2 separate regions of the Ovis aries genome follow, and region 2 is linked to region 1. A link is a contact called in public Hi-C data. All regions are on one chromosome and are shown on one strand. Each heading gives the region's core, a stretch centred on a gene start, on an enhancer-like site or on the middle of the called end of the contact. The rest is flanking DNA. Distances are from core to core; before and after follow the strand shown.

What was found. A called contact is a pair of places that touch in the nucleus more often than the background predicts.
Region 2: a Hi-C map of hypothalamus shows a contact between it and region 1, with 5 times the contacts expected there. The contact joins two enhancer-like sites. A contact is called at or near these places in 2 of 16 Hi-C or Micro-C datasets (hypothalamus and tail adipose tissue).

The regions. Positions count from the first base shown.
Region 1 is chr12:52,083,788-52,090,915 of ARS-UI_Ramb_v3.0, forward strand. The region is part of intron 3 of KAZN (kazrin, periplakin interacting protein); the gene reads right to left. Among named protein-coding and RNA genes, the nearest start is that of TMEM51, 450 kb to the left of the region's middle. Within about 2 kb of position 2,889, at least 9 of the 54 cell types and tissues checked have an H3K27ac peak or open chromatin away from gene starts, as enhancers often do. A contact at or near this core is called in hypothalamus, where this site is marked.
Region 2 is chr12:52,672,051-52,679,178 of ARS-UI_Ramb_v3.0, forward strand. The region is part of intron 1 of KAZN (kazrin, periplakin interacting protein); the gene reads right to left. Among named protein-coding and RNA genes, the nearest start is that of KAZN, 330 kb to the right of the region's middle. Within about 2 kb of position 3,126, at least 9 of the 54 cell types and tissues checked have an H3K27ac peak or open chromatin away from gene starts, as enhancers often do. A contact at or near this core is called in hypothalamus, where this site is marked.

The DNA.
Region 1 (7,128 bases), core at 1,639-4,138:
TGGCTCCAAAATTTAAATCTGTGTCTTTAAAACCAAAACACACACAACTTGCTTCCAGAAACCCCATGAAACAGTAATTTGTTAAACACACCAAACACAAATGCCCTGAAAACTGTGTTTGGGGATAAAACATCCCTCAAAGAACCTATTTCTGTTCCCTACTGACTCATGAAGGAAAGATCAATCATTTCTCTGGTGAATGTCGTCCTGGGCATCACTATGCAAGTGTGAGCTGGCAGTCTCTGTATGTGAGTGAGTGATCCACACACAGAAACGAAGCCATTGGCTCCAAGGAGTCCCCTCTTCTGTGTTTCATTAAAGGTGAGGGTCGGCATTGTGCAGAGCTCCCGAGGGTGTGGGATGAGCTTCCTGGCTTATCCAAGTTTCTGTTTTGACTCTGACAAGGTGAGTGCCTTGAGGTGTTCACTCAAACTCTGGGAGCCTCAGTTTTCACGTCTGTACACTGGGGATTCCAACATCCTGAGCTTAAGCTGTGCCAGCTCTTCTCCCTGGTGCTTCCCTCCCTCACCTCACTGCAGCTGCAACATTCTGAGACATCACTGCAGACCACAGTGCTGTATCATACAGCCGTCTTACCTGGGGTGCCCCCTCCCTTCACCTCCTCTTAGTAACTTCCACTTGCCTCCTTGGGGAGCCTTCCTGGTCCACCCTCAAGCTAGGTGGGGTCTCTTCCTTGCTCCTCTTACTCTCTGCTCTCACATACCTCTCCTGCATGGTAGACAGAACTCTAGAATGGCCAGCAAGATTGCCACCCCCACTCATGTTCACAACTGTATAATCTCTGTCCTGAGTGTCAGTGGGACTTTTAATTGGCATTTCACTCCTGTGATGGGGTTACATTAGATGGCAAAGGTAAAGGGATTCTGCAGGTATAATTAACACCCCTAATCAGTTGACCTTGAGCACATCAAGAGGCAGATGATTGTAGGTGGGCCTGGACTAATCAGGTGAGCCCTTTAAACAAGAGTCTAGAGGAGAGAGTTGAGAAGCCACAATATATGCCCTCCCATTGGCCTTAGAGGAGCGAACTATCACACTAATGAGAGGGCTACATGGCGGGGGATGACAGTGGTCTCGAGGAATGGAGGGTCTTGGTTCTACAAATACAAGGAACTGAATTCTCCCAACAACCACATGAGCTTGGAAGAAGAATCCGAGCTCCAGAAGAGAACACAGTCCCACCGGGATCTTGATTCTAGCCTTGTGAGAATGTAAGAGGACAGCACAGTTCAGCCCTGCCTGGACTCCTGACCTACAGAGCCTGTGAGATAACAAATGGGCATGGTGGCGAGTCTGTGGGACCTAGCTATGCAGCAAGGGAAAGCTAATACACCCTTCAAGCTCCAAATCATACTCACTGAGGGTAGAGACTATGTCTTTTTTGACATGTCTTAGCAACTGACACATAGTTTAATGAATAAACAATATTTTAGAAAGGCAATAGAGTGAAATAGTTAGGTGCATGATTCTAGAGGACCTGGCTCTGTCACTAGCTGTGTGACCTTGGGCAAGCTGCTTGACTCCTCTGGGCCCTGGTTTCCCAGTCTGTAAAATGAGGATACTAAAGGTACACACCTTACGGGGTTGCTATGAGAATGAAAGAGTTAATTTATATGAAAAGCACTTATATGGTGCCTAACGTGAGCCAGGAATTCTCAGTTAGGTGTCATCGCTATTTTGTGATGAGAAGGAAGGAAGCCTGATGGGAGTGAGCAGAGGGTATTGAAGCAATGAATCAAAGGAAGATGGTTCAGGACTGGGGTATGGGTGTCCAGGTTCAAAGCTCAGCCATGTCATCTGATAGTGGCCGAGCCATGGACCTCTCAGAGTCTCAGTTTTCTCATCTCCAAATTGAGGGTGATGACCTTGCCCACCTGTCTGGTTGGGAGATTCTCATGGGAGAAGGTCCCTGGAAAGAAAGTGTTATCTGCTCAGTTGTCTGACTCTTTACGACCCCATGAACTGTAGCTTTCCAGGCTTCTCTGTACATGGAACTCTCCAGGCAAGAATACTAGAGTGGGTTGCCATTTCCTTCTCCAGGGGATCTTCCCAACCCAGATATGGAACCTGCATTTCCTGCATTGGCAGGCAGATTCTTCACCACTGAGCCACCTGGGTATCAGTGGCAACCTATCAAATGTCCTAGATGCCGCCTAATAACCTCTCCATGAATGATGTTTGGCACAAATGGGATAATGGAGCAGAAGCACCCTGCTTCGGGCCTGGACAGCAGTGGGTCCTCAATACCTCACCCCTTTCCTTCCACACTGGGGTCCATGATGTGCCCAAGACCTCCATTCACCCAGAAAACACTAACTGAGCAACTACTCTGCACCAAACACTTGGCAGCTAGGGCTGTATAGGACAAGACTCCTCGGGCTTCAGAGGTGAAGCACCATGTCCTGGTGAAATGAGGCTTTGGAGCCAGCCTGCACAGCTCTGACTCCCAGCTCGCCTGGCTGTGTGACCTGCACTGAGTAGCTTCCTGCACCTCAGTTTCTGCACCCAGGAAACAGGGATAATAACAGGTCCAAGGGCTGTTTTCTGGAATAATGGATGTGTGTGTGTGTGTTAGTCGCTTAGTTGTGTCTGACTCTTTTATGACCCCATGGACTGTAGTTCACAAGCCACCTCTGTCCCTGGAATTCTCCAGGCAAGAATACTGTAATGGGTTACCATTTCCTTCTCCAGGGGATCTGAAGTGAAAGTGAAAGTGAAGTTGCTCAGTCGTGTCTGACTCTTTGCGACCCCATAAGGTGCGTGCAAAGTGCTAACCAGGCTGGTGGAGCCCAGATGCTATTGGCTCTTACTGTTAATCCTCAAGGAGCCTCCAGGGGGCAGGGCACAGTATTCTCATTCAAGCTGAAATGAGCCTGAGAACTGTGAGTCAATTCTCTTCCGCATTCACCGGGTGGCGACTGGGTGGCTTCAATACTGTCTTTCTGTCCAAAGAGCAAGAAAAGCAACACACATCCACATCTCTCTCTTCCTCACGGAGAGAGCAGAGAGCACGCGCTGCAATCAAGCCGTGCCTCAAGGATCAGCAGCTGCTGTTACAAACAGCAGCCCCTCCTCAAAGGCCTTCAAGACCTTCATGTGCAGCTCACGAGAGGATGGGAATGACCTGATGTGAGAGGAAAGGACATGGAGAGTGGACTGTGGTGGAGCCTGCAATCATGACAAGCGTCCCCAGCCCCGCCCCCTCACCATGTGCGCTCTGTAAGTATGCTGCACACCTGGCGGGAGGTTCTGGGGGCAAGCTAGCATCCTGCCGCTTAGAAATGTTTTTCTTTCCCTCTGAATCCCTTTACTAGGACCTCTGCAGCATCGCCAGTGAGAAATCCAGTGCAGAACCAATTACCCAGCTAATTGAGAACAAGAATGCTCAAATACTCTTCACCTGCTCTGAAGACAGTCCCACCAGATGCTTCTTGAGAAGGGATTTGTCCACCCAGTGTCCAAGCAGAGGGCAGTGCCAGTACCTCCTTGGGAGTTGGGCTAAATGGTAGGAACAACACGGAACGGGTATGAGGGTGACCAGACTGCACAGATCTGGGCTCCAATCATGGGCAGCCTCCACTGGTCAGTCCCAGAGGTCAAGACTAGGAAGTGTGGATAAGGAAGGAAGAAAGGGAATTCCCTGGTGGCAAAGGGGATAAGAATCTGCCTGACAATGCAGGGACATGGGTTTGCTCCCTAGAGCGGGAAGATCCCACATGCTGTGGGACAACTAAGCCTGTGCTCCACAACTACTGAGGCCGCGCTCTAGAGCCTGAGAGCTGGCAAGCACCAAGCCCACGTGCTGCCAGCTACTGAAGCCCGCGCACCAAAGCCTGTGCTCCCCAGGAAGAGAAGCCAGCGCAGGGAGAAGCCTGCGCACCGCAGCTAGAGGGTAGCCCCGATCCCCACACTAGAGAAAGCCTGTGTGCAGTGCAGGAACGAAGACCCAGCACAGCCAAAAAGAAACACGTAAAATTTTTTTTTAAAAGAAAAAAGCAGTAGGATAAAGGAGACGGCAGGGTGGGGCAACCATAATAGAACGCTGGTCTTCAGAGCCCTAAGGAAAGTGGGGGTCAGTCCCTGCAATGCCAGGGGAAAGGGGTTCCTGGCAGATCAGCCAGCCAGTGCAAAGGCCCAGAGGTGGAACCACCTTAGGGTGTGCAGGAAATAGCCAGCAGGAGGTGGTGTGGGTAAGCTCTAGCACCATGGGTAAGAGGGAAGACGAGGAGGGGGAGGGAGCTTGGGCCTGTGGACCATGGAAAGACTTTGAGTTCTTCTCTAATTGGGGTGGGAGCTTCTGAGGGGTTTGAGCAGAGCAGCGATGTAATCAGATTTAAGTTTAAGAGATCCCTCTGACTGGCCAGAGTAGCAGCAGAGAGACCCGTTCAGGGACAGCAGAACCCCAGGAGAGATATATGTTGGCTGGGACCAGGGTACCAGCAACAGAGATAGGGAGGCGTGGGTAAATCATGAACATACTCTCAGGCACCCAGCCTTCTCTTTGGTGGCGCTTACTGCAGCTGTAAATAAGCAGTTGACTGTGCAGTGTGTCATTATTTACTGTCTCTCTCTTCAGTATTAATTCCATGAGGGCAGAGGCCGTATCTGGCATGTTCTCTGTATTTAGAGCCTGGGACATGATAGGAATTAATGGAGGGGATGATTTTACAGTGTACAACACGTGATCTCTACCACAGTAAGGCCTGCAGGTGCCACATGCACAGTGGCGAGAGTGATGTGAAGTCCTGACACTTTCCCTGGATCGAATCCTCATTCCATCTCTTACTCCCTGTTCAGTTTTGGGGAATTGTCTTCACCTCTCTGAACCCTATGTTCCTCATGTGTAACCTGCAGAGCAGAAAACCTATCTCAGGAAATGAGAAACGTTAATAAATTGCACATGACAGTGTCCTGGAAGACACTAATACACATGAGCTCATTTTCCAGCTGACCTTCTGTCTAATTTGCTTCTATTAGTTGGGAAGGATGGAAATGGCATTCCTTAACACTGTCCCCTCTTCATGACAGTGTCCTAGAAGCAGCAGCCTCTCAGATACTTCCCCATAGGAAGGTCCAGCCTTAGTTCTCGCTGCTGGGCCAGCTGAATGACTTTCCTTGGTAGGCTGTTTGGTGCAGCTTCTGCTTCCGAAAGGAGTACTGGGTCCTTTTTAGGGGGCACCTTGCCCCCCCACCTCCCCCGAGGATTCGGCCACTGGCAGCACGGGCAGACCAAGAACCATATCTACAGAGCTGATGGGACTTATTAGTCCAAGTGTTCATGGCTCTGAGTCAGGAGTTCAATGTGTGTGTGTGTGTGTGTGTGTGTGTGTGCACATGTGCACTCAGTTGTGTCCTAGTCTTTGTGACCCCACAGACTCTAGCCCACCAGGCTCCTCATGGTGCCTCTTAAAGGCTGGTTTCAATGCATCCTTCCTTACATATGCCCTTGGATAGGGAAGAAACAGAACTGGAAGGACAAACATTTTGCATGTCCGGAATGTGGTCTTTTGTTTCAGGATTCAAGGCTAGAATTTGGGCTCCGGAGTGAGACCCACATGGGTTTGAATCTCAGCTTCCCATCCACTGGCACGTGCCCTTGGGAAGATCATGGAGTCTCTGAGTCATCTGATTCATCTGTGCAACAAGGTGGTGATGGAACCTCACCTCCTCGGGTGGCTGTTAAGATTCAATGAGAAGAGGCAGGTAGGTCACCTGCTCTGGTTCCTGGTGAAACACTATCTCGTGTGTGCTCAGTCAAGTCTGACTGTTTGCAACCCCACAGACTATAGACTGCCAGGTTCCTCTGTCCATGGGGTTTTCCAGGCAAGAATACTGGAGTGGGTTGCCATTCCAGTCTCCAGGAGATCTTCCCAACCCAGGGATCGAACCCAGGTCTCCTGCCTTGCAGGCAGATTCTTTACCACTGTGTCACCTGGAAAGCCCCTGATGCAATGCTAAACCCTCAAAAAAACAAAAACAGTACCTGACACCTTTAGCTTCATCATCACCATCATCAGGGTCATCCCCTAGCACACCCCACTGCCCACTGCCCAAGCCAGGGACTCTGAATACAGAGGGAATAAAACACAGCTCTGGCAAATGAGATGCTCATGAGCTTGCTTACTTCAATGCTCAAAAAGTGGCTCTAAACTTAAGGGCCCGGTGAGGGCAAACAAAATGATAAAAACACAAAACAAGCAAACAAACAAAAAGTCTGGTGACAGCCTACAGATGGGCAACTTCGCAGAACAACAACCACCCCCCTCGCCCCCACCTCCCCAACCAAACTCCTTGAAATGATCATATTGGCTGCCACCAGTTGAATGTTCCTCAGGCAAAAGGGGACACTGCAGGGTGAGAACCAGTTGCTATTGATTGGATGGTGCTATTCGCAAACATGTGGCTGGAGCCACGGGTGCTGCTGTGAGTGCTCAGAGCTGTGGGCACCCTCTGCTCCATGGATCAGGGTCTCTAAGAAGACCTTTATGGGGCTCAGAGTGGAGACTGTGTGAAAACCTCCTGACGCCAACCTTATACAATTCTTAACCAGACACTTGGCACGTTTAGGATGAAAAGACAAGTCCATGGGAATTACTTAGGAAAACAAGATCTTAATATCCCCCATGTGGTAATTAAAGGAAGAAAGTTTTTGTGCTTTGATGAAATTAACAGGGACCCAGGAGAGTAGGCTCTAAATCAGCTCCTTGGTCAGGATCAGACTCTGAGTCTGTGAAACAGAATCAGCAAAGCAGGGCGTCACTGGTTCCCATTGTTGCTAAGTTGCTCGTTGTGTCCGACTCTTTGCCACCCCATGGACTGCCGCGTGCCAGGCTTCTCTGTCCTTCACTATTTCTCAATGTGTATCTGTGTGTGTTAATCGCTCATCCTGTCTGACTCTCTATGACTCCATAGACTGTAGCCCACCAGGCTCCTCTGTCCATGGGATTCTCCAGGCAAGAGTACTGGAATGTATTGCCATTTCCTTCTCCAGGGGATCTTCCTGACCCAGGGATCGAACCTGGGTCTCCTGCATTGCCGGCAGATTCTTTATCATCTGAGCCACTAGGGAAGTCCCACGATCTGCCAGAATTCCTTAGAACTCTCCTC
Region 2 (7,128 bases), core at 1,876-4,375, 590 kb after region 1:
TCTTCTCCCTTCTCCATTCAGTAACTCTTCTTGCCTCTTCACTCAATGCCAGTCCCAATATGCCAGCTGACGTACTGTCTACTGTACTTTTCAAGGCACTGTACTATGAGCTCAAAACATTTTTGTGCGTTTATTTGTTGCCTATGTATTATTTGTGTGAAAAGTATTATTAACATACTACAGAACAGCGCTATATAGCTAATAGTGTTAGTTGGGTACCTAGGTTCACTTTGTTGGACTTGCGAACAAATTGGACTTAACACACTCTCAGAACAGAACTCATTCATATGCAGGGGACTTACTGTATATCAGCCTCCCAATAACCCAGAGAGAAGAGAAAGAGAATGGAAAGGGGAGTAATTTGAATTTATTTGATATTTATGCAGAGGTACAAAGTTTTCAACCAGAAGGGACTGAGTTATTATCAGTTGAAATGTTGGCTCCAGATCCAAGTTTAATTTCGTTATAGTAACGTGAAAACAACAACAACAAACAACTTTTTGGAGTTGTGACTATAAAATTTTAAACACTCTATATAGCTTTTCTCTCTTATTTAGACACAGGAAGGTTGGAGCACACTGAGCTACCAGTTCAGTTCAGTTCAGTCACTCAGTCATGTCCGACTCTTTGCAACCCCATGAACTGCAGCACACCAGGCTTCCCTGTCCATCACCAACACCCGGAGCTTACTCAGACTCATGTCCATTGAGTCAGTGATTCCATCCAACCATCTCATATTCTGTCATCCCCTTCTCCTTCCGCCTTCAATCATTCCCAGCATTGGGGTCTTTTCAAATGAGTCAGTTCTTCACATCAGGTGGCCAAAGTATTGGAGTTTCAGCTTTAGCATCAGTCCTTCCAATGAATATTCAGGACTGGTTTCCTTTAGGATGGACTGGTTGGATCTCCTTGCTGTCCAAGGGACTCCAGCACCACAGTTCAAAAGCATCAGTTCTTCAGTGCTCAGCTTTCTTTATGTACAACTCTCACATCCATACATGACTACTGGAAAAACCATAGCTTTGACTAGACAGACCTTTGTTGGCAAAGTAATGTCTCTGCTTTTTAATATGCTGTCTAGGTTGGTCATAGCTTTTCTTCCAAGGAGCCAAGTGTCTTTTAATTTCATGGCTGCAGTCACCATCTGCAGCTCAGAAACATACACAACAGATGAGACCCAAGGCCGTGACATGACTTTCCAACTCCTATCCTCATAATCTTGCCACAATACCCACACTCCTGATCCAAAATAATGTCTGGTTAGAGAACACCACCACAAATGGGGTGTTATACCACCAACACCAGCCAAGTGGGACACAATAAAAGTAAAGGCAGGGAACAAGTCTAGAGGGTTTTTTTTCCCCCTTTGGCAAATGTAAAATAAGCAGATGGCAGAGTGCCTGGCACAGTAAACATTTCATGTACTAAAAATATCTAGGACTGAAGCCCTTCGTTGATGTTCCCCTATCTATACTTCTTTGAATCTTCTCTTTCCATCACATAGTTCCTTCACTGATAATAATAATTATTATTAACAATATTACAGCAAACACCTATGGGGACTCAATATTTGCAACCATGGTGTTACATGTTTAATAGGCAATACCTCACTTAGTCACCCCAATGATTCTACTGAAGGGTCATTATCATCGTTCCTATCGTACAAATGAAGACACTCAGGTTAAGAGATTCATCAAGGATTATGCACCGGTCAGAAGAAGACAGGACTCATATCTACCCAGAGCCTGCACACAGAATTCCTGCATTATACCACCTCCACCCCACACACCCCTTGTTGCTCCATTGTGCTGTGTTCTCCTTTGGGCAAACATACTGTCCTTCTGGTCCCCTACCTATTGCCATTCCATTCTCATCATTTCCTTCAAGATGTAGCCAAGGAGGCTGAATTGATGTGTTTCCTCCTAGGGTACCACAGAGAGCAATCCAAGGCATAAAGAGTGTCAGGCTGGCTGTGGGTGATCACTTGGTGATATCCTCATAGTTTTCAAGGTGAGAAAACCGAGACCAAGAAAGATGATTCAGCTCTCTAAAGATGCTCTGGCAGTCAGTTTGAGAGTATGGATTCTAGAAGCCTGGTCTCAATCGTGTCCACCTCTCCAACTAGCTGTATAACCTTGAGTAAGCTGCTTAAGGCCTCAGCTTCCCCATCTCTAAGTGGGGATAATAATAGGAACAATTTCACAGAGTTTCTGAGAGTTACAATTAATCAGATCATTTGCACAAAGTATGTGGCACATGACTGTTACATGGTATTTACTATTATGATTATTCTACAGTTTATACCTCAAGTCTTTAACTTACTGATATTAACTAGTGGCTATGTTTGTAACTGAGTGTAATTACTGAATCTTTGTTATATAAATAAATCAAGATGGTCTCTGTGTATTAGTCTACGGTGTTTATTTCTTCACTGCAGGCTGAGACCCATTAGCTCAAAAGGCAGCAGGTGCCAAACGCAAATGTTTTACATCCAAATATTTTAAATACAGACTAAATAAGCAGATTGTTAACTATTTAGAGTCTGCCTGCTTCGCAAGGGCTTCCCAGGTGGGCTAGTGGTAAAGAACCCACCTGCCAATGCAGAAGACTTAAAGAGAAGTCTCTGGCTTCCCTGATGGCTCATATGGTAAAGAATCCACCTGCAATGCAGGAGACCTGAGTTTGATCCCTGGGTCATGAAGATTCCCTGGAGGAGGGCAAGGCAGCCCACTCCAGTATTCTTGCCTGGAGAAACCCTTGGATAGAGGAGCCTGGCAGGCTACAGCTGAAAAGGTCGCAGAATCGGACACAACTGAAGCAACTTCACACTCATACACCAACTGCTTTGCAAACCCCACAACACTGTGCCCAATCTCTGCTAGCCATTGGTGAGATAAGCCCTGGTACATAAAGACCCCAAGACCCTACTGGTCTCTGACCCAGACTCCCCACTGTGCTGGCAAGTGACATCACCTGGACACCTAAGTCCCCTGGAGGACCCCTCTCTCCCCCATGAGTTCCTTGCCCACCTCCCCCCTGAGTATTGACCTTCTGCATTTCTGGATAGTCTCCGGCTGTGCAGGATTTCACATGCAAACTACCAAAGGGTCATTCAATACAGCCTGTGTGAGCTACTGCCACCTAGTGGTCATATCTTTTCCCTTGATGAACCCCAAGGTCTCTTGAACACCCTCCATTACCCATTTGTCTATTCATTTTATATCCCAGTTACAATGAGTCCAGTGCATAATATAAAATGAAAATGCAATAAATTTAAGTTGAATAATTAGAAGTAATAGCCCAAGGAGGAACCTCTTCTTCAAGGCAGGTCACTCTGTGTTTTTAGCCTCATATGTGTGCTAAATCATTCTGTCTTTTTTGAGATTGCATCCAATTACTGCAGAGCTGGACTGTGAAGAAAGCTGAGCGCCGAAGAATTGATGCTTTTGAACTGTGGTGTTGGAGAAGAGTCCCTTGGACTGCAAGGAGATCCAACCAGTCCATTCTAAAGGACATCAGCCCTGGGTGTTCTTTGAAAGGAATGATGCTAAAGCTGAAACTCCAGTACTTTGGCCACCTCATGCGAAGAGTTGACTCATTGGAAAAGACTCTGATGCTGGGAGGGATTGGGGGCAGGAGGAAAGGGGGACGACCGAGGATGAGATGGCTGGATGGCATCACTGACTTGATGGACGTGAGTTTGAGTGGAATTCCGGGAGCTGGTGATGGACAGGGAGGCCTGGCGTGCTGTGATTCATGGGGTTGCAAAGAGTAGGACACGACTGAGCAACTGAATTGAACCTAACTGAACTGCATTTCGGACTCTTTTGTTAACTATGAGGGCTACTCCATTTCTTCTAAGGGATTCTTGCCCACAGTAGTAGATATAATGGTCATCTGAATTAAATTTGCCCATTCCAGTCTGTTTTAGTTCACTGATTCCCAAAATGTTGATGTTAATTCTTGCCATCTCCTGTTTGACCACTTGCAATTTACCTTGATTCATGGACCTAACATTCCAGGTTCCTATGCAACATTGTTCTTTAAAGCATCGGACTTTACTTCCATCACCAATCACATCCCACAACTGGGAGTTGTCTTCGCTTTGGCTTCATCTCTTCATTCTTTCTGGAGTTATTTCTCCACTCTTCTCCAGTAGCATATTGGGCACCTATGGATCTGAGGAGTTCATCTTTTGGTGTCCTATCTTTTTGCCTTTTCATACTGTTCATGGGATTCTCAAGGCAAGAATACTGAAGTGGTTTGCCATTCTCTTCTCCAGCGGACCATGTTTTGTCAGAACTCTCCACTATGACCTGTCCATCTTGGGTGGCCCTACATGGCATGGCTCACAGTTTCACTGAATTAGACAGGGAAGAATACTTGAAGTGTGCTAAGTCACTTAAGTCATGTCCAACTCTTGTGACACTATGAACTATAGCCCTTCAGGCTCCTCTGTCCATTAGATGCTGCAGGCAAGAAAACTGGAATGGGTTGCCATGCCCTCCTCTAGGGCATCTTCCAACGCAGGAATTGAACTCACATCTCTTATGTCTCCTGCATTGGCAGGCAGGTTCTTTACCACCAGGGCCACCTGGGAAGCCCTCATGGGTACTTCATGTAATTTGTCTGGTTACATCTATTGCCCTCTTCTAATAAAAGAAGCTCTCATTCCATCTTGGAGAAACACCCATCTCCACTTGTGGTTCATGTAGGGCTGATGCCATTCCCAGGTCACAGAGGTGCACATGTCATCCAGACCTTGCCATCCAAAGCATTTCATCTCCAAGGCAACAGTGGTTGGTCCAGGAGTGGCCTTGTGACCTAAACATGCCCAACAAGATTTAATTCCAGAATCATCTGATATAACTATTAAGAAAGAGGAAGCCTCTTTTCCAGTTGAGTTTGCTAAGAATGTGTAGCAGCTGGTGGTCTTCTTAGCCATCAACTAAGGAGCCCCAGCCTGAGAATAAAACCAGTGGAGTGAAGAGGTAATTCTCATCCACAGATAGGGAACAAGATTCTTGATATTATCATTACAGCTTTGGGATTCAGCCGCTAACTTCTCAGGTGGATTGCTAAATTTCCTTCTTTTCATTAGCACATTTGGGTTGGGTTTCTGTCATCTGCAATCAAGAAGTCCTGATTACTGGAAAGAAGCCTGTACTTTGTCTTCATTGTAATAGTTATTAACGTGGATAGTTTTTTTAAAGTCTGCCTCTCTGGCAGATTAAAGAGGATCTTAAATTTTGTGAGAAAAACCTGGAATCCAATCTTCCGCCATAAGTGAAACTTTAGACATATGGTTTCAGCCATCTCTAAGCACCCCAGATGACAGCCCAGCCACTCTGGAGCAGAGCTGAACCCCTTCTCTGGATGGTACCCTAATTCCTGGCCCACAAAACTGTGAGCATAATGAGGTGACATCCTTTTGTTTGGGGACGGCTTGCTCTGTAGCAATGAAGTTGTTCATTCATTTAGTCGTGTCCAGCTCTTTGTGACTCCACGGACTGCAGCACACTAGGCTTCCCTGTCCTTCACGATCTCCCGGAGTTTGCTCAAATTCATATCCATTGACTCAGTGATGCCATCCAACCATCTCATCCTCTTTCACCCCCTTCTCCTCCTGCCTTCAATCTTTCCCAGCATCAGGGTCTTTTCTAATGAATTGGCCGTTCATATCACGGGGCCAAAGTGTTGGAGCTTCCGCTTCAGCATCAGTCCTTCTGGTGAATATTCAGGGTTGATTTCCCTTAGAATTGACTGGCTCCATCTTCTCTGTGGGGCCTGCAATGCAAGAGACCCAGGTTCAATTCCTGGGTCAGGAAAATCCTCTGGAGAAGGAAATGGCAATCCACTCCAGTATTCTTGCCTGGAGAATCCCATGGACAGAGGAGTCTGGCAGGTTACAGTCCGTGGGGTCACAAGAGTTGGACACGACTTAGCATCTAAACTACCACCATCACCCATCTCCTCTGTAGCAATTGATAGCTGAAAGTTCCATGAGGTCAGCAACCAGGTACTTTCTGTTCATCACTGCCTCTCTAACTCTAAGCACAACACCTGGCACACATGGTGCTTGACAAAATAAACATTTATCCAAAAGAGAAAAATGAATCAACAAATGAAGAAAATAGCCAGCTTCTCTCCACTTTGTCTGCTCCACCAGCCCATCATCGTAGAATCAGCTGTTACGCATATTTTTCTCCATTTGACCTATAAAAATCTCAACCAAGTAATACTGTTCTTAAAATGTATGATGGATTATACAATGAAAAGCCATATATATGCTTTCTTACCTACCTGAGTTTAGGCAATTGAATCATAAAACCAGGTTTATTTGGTTGGTGGTTCTGCATGTGAAATGATGTTAAATTTATTTCATGTTATTCTGGTCTACAAATTTGAAGAAACATGTATTTTTATAGCAGGCTTATTTGTATGAAGTGCTCATTTGAATTTCACTGTATATTAATGAGTATTTATTTAGATTTCAGATAAGGGTAGCACATTCATGGGTTGGCAGAGGGAAAAATAACAAGTTTCAATATTTTGTGTCATTAGCAAAAATTGAAGGTACACAGAAAATGTCTTCATGTTTTCAGAAGAGGGATAGCAGCTTAGCATACTACGCCTCTGTATTTATAGATCAGATGAAGTGTAGGCATGAAATAATATTATGACCCTAAACACTCATTTTATACAGATGAGTCCAGAAGTCACTAAGATGGGCTATTGTACATTTTTACAGAAAAATATACCAAATGAATTATATCATGGGGCACAGCCCTGCCACAAGAAGCACCATGGATTTTATGATCTTGTCATTTATATGGTCCATAGATATGAACTAATGATCAAATTTATCCCTACATGTTAAACAACCTTTGCTTTTCATGTATCTCAAATTCTTTGATGCATTTTGCATGAAAATGCTAACCAGCTTCCAATTCTTGCTTTAACATAGTCTCATTAAATAAATGAAGCTTAAATAATTCAGGTATTTGCCCCCGCTGTTGTAATAAAACTCATTCTGCAAGTCAAAAGTTGATACTGGAGTCAAGGATGCAGAGAAATTGAAACCCTCATGCATTGCTGGTGGGAATACAAAACGGTTCAGCCACCATG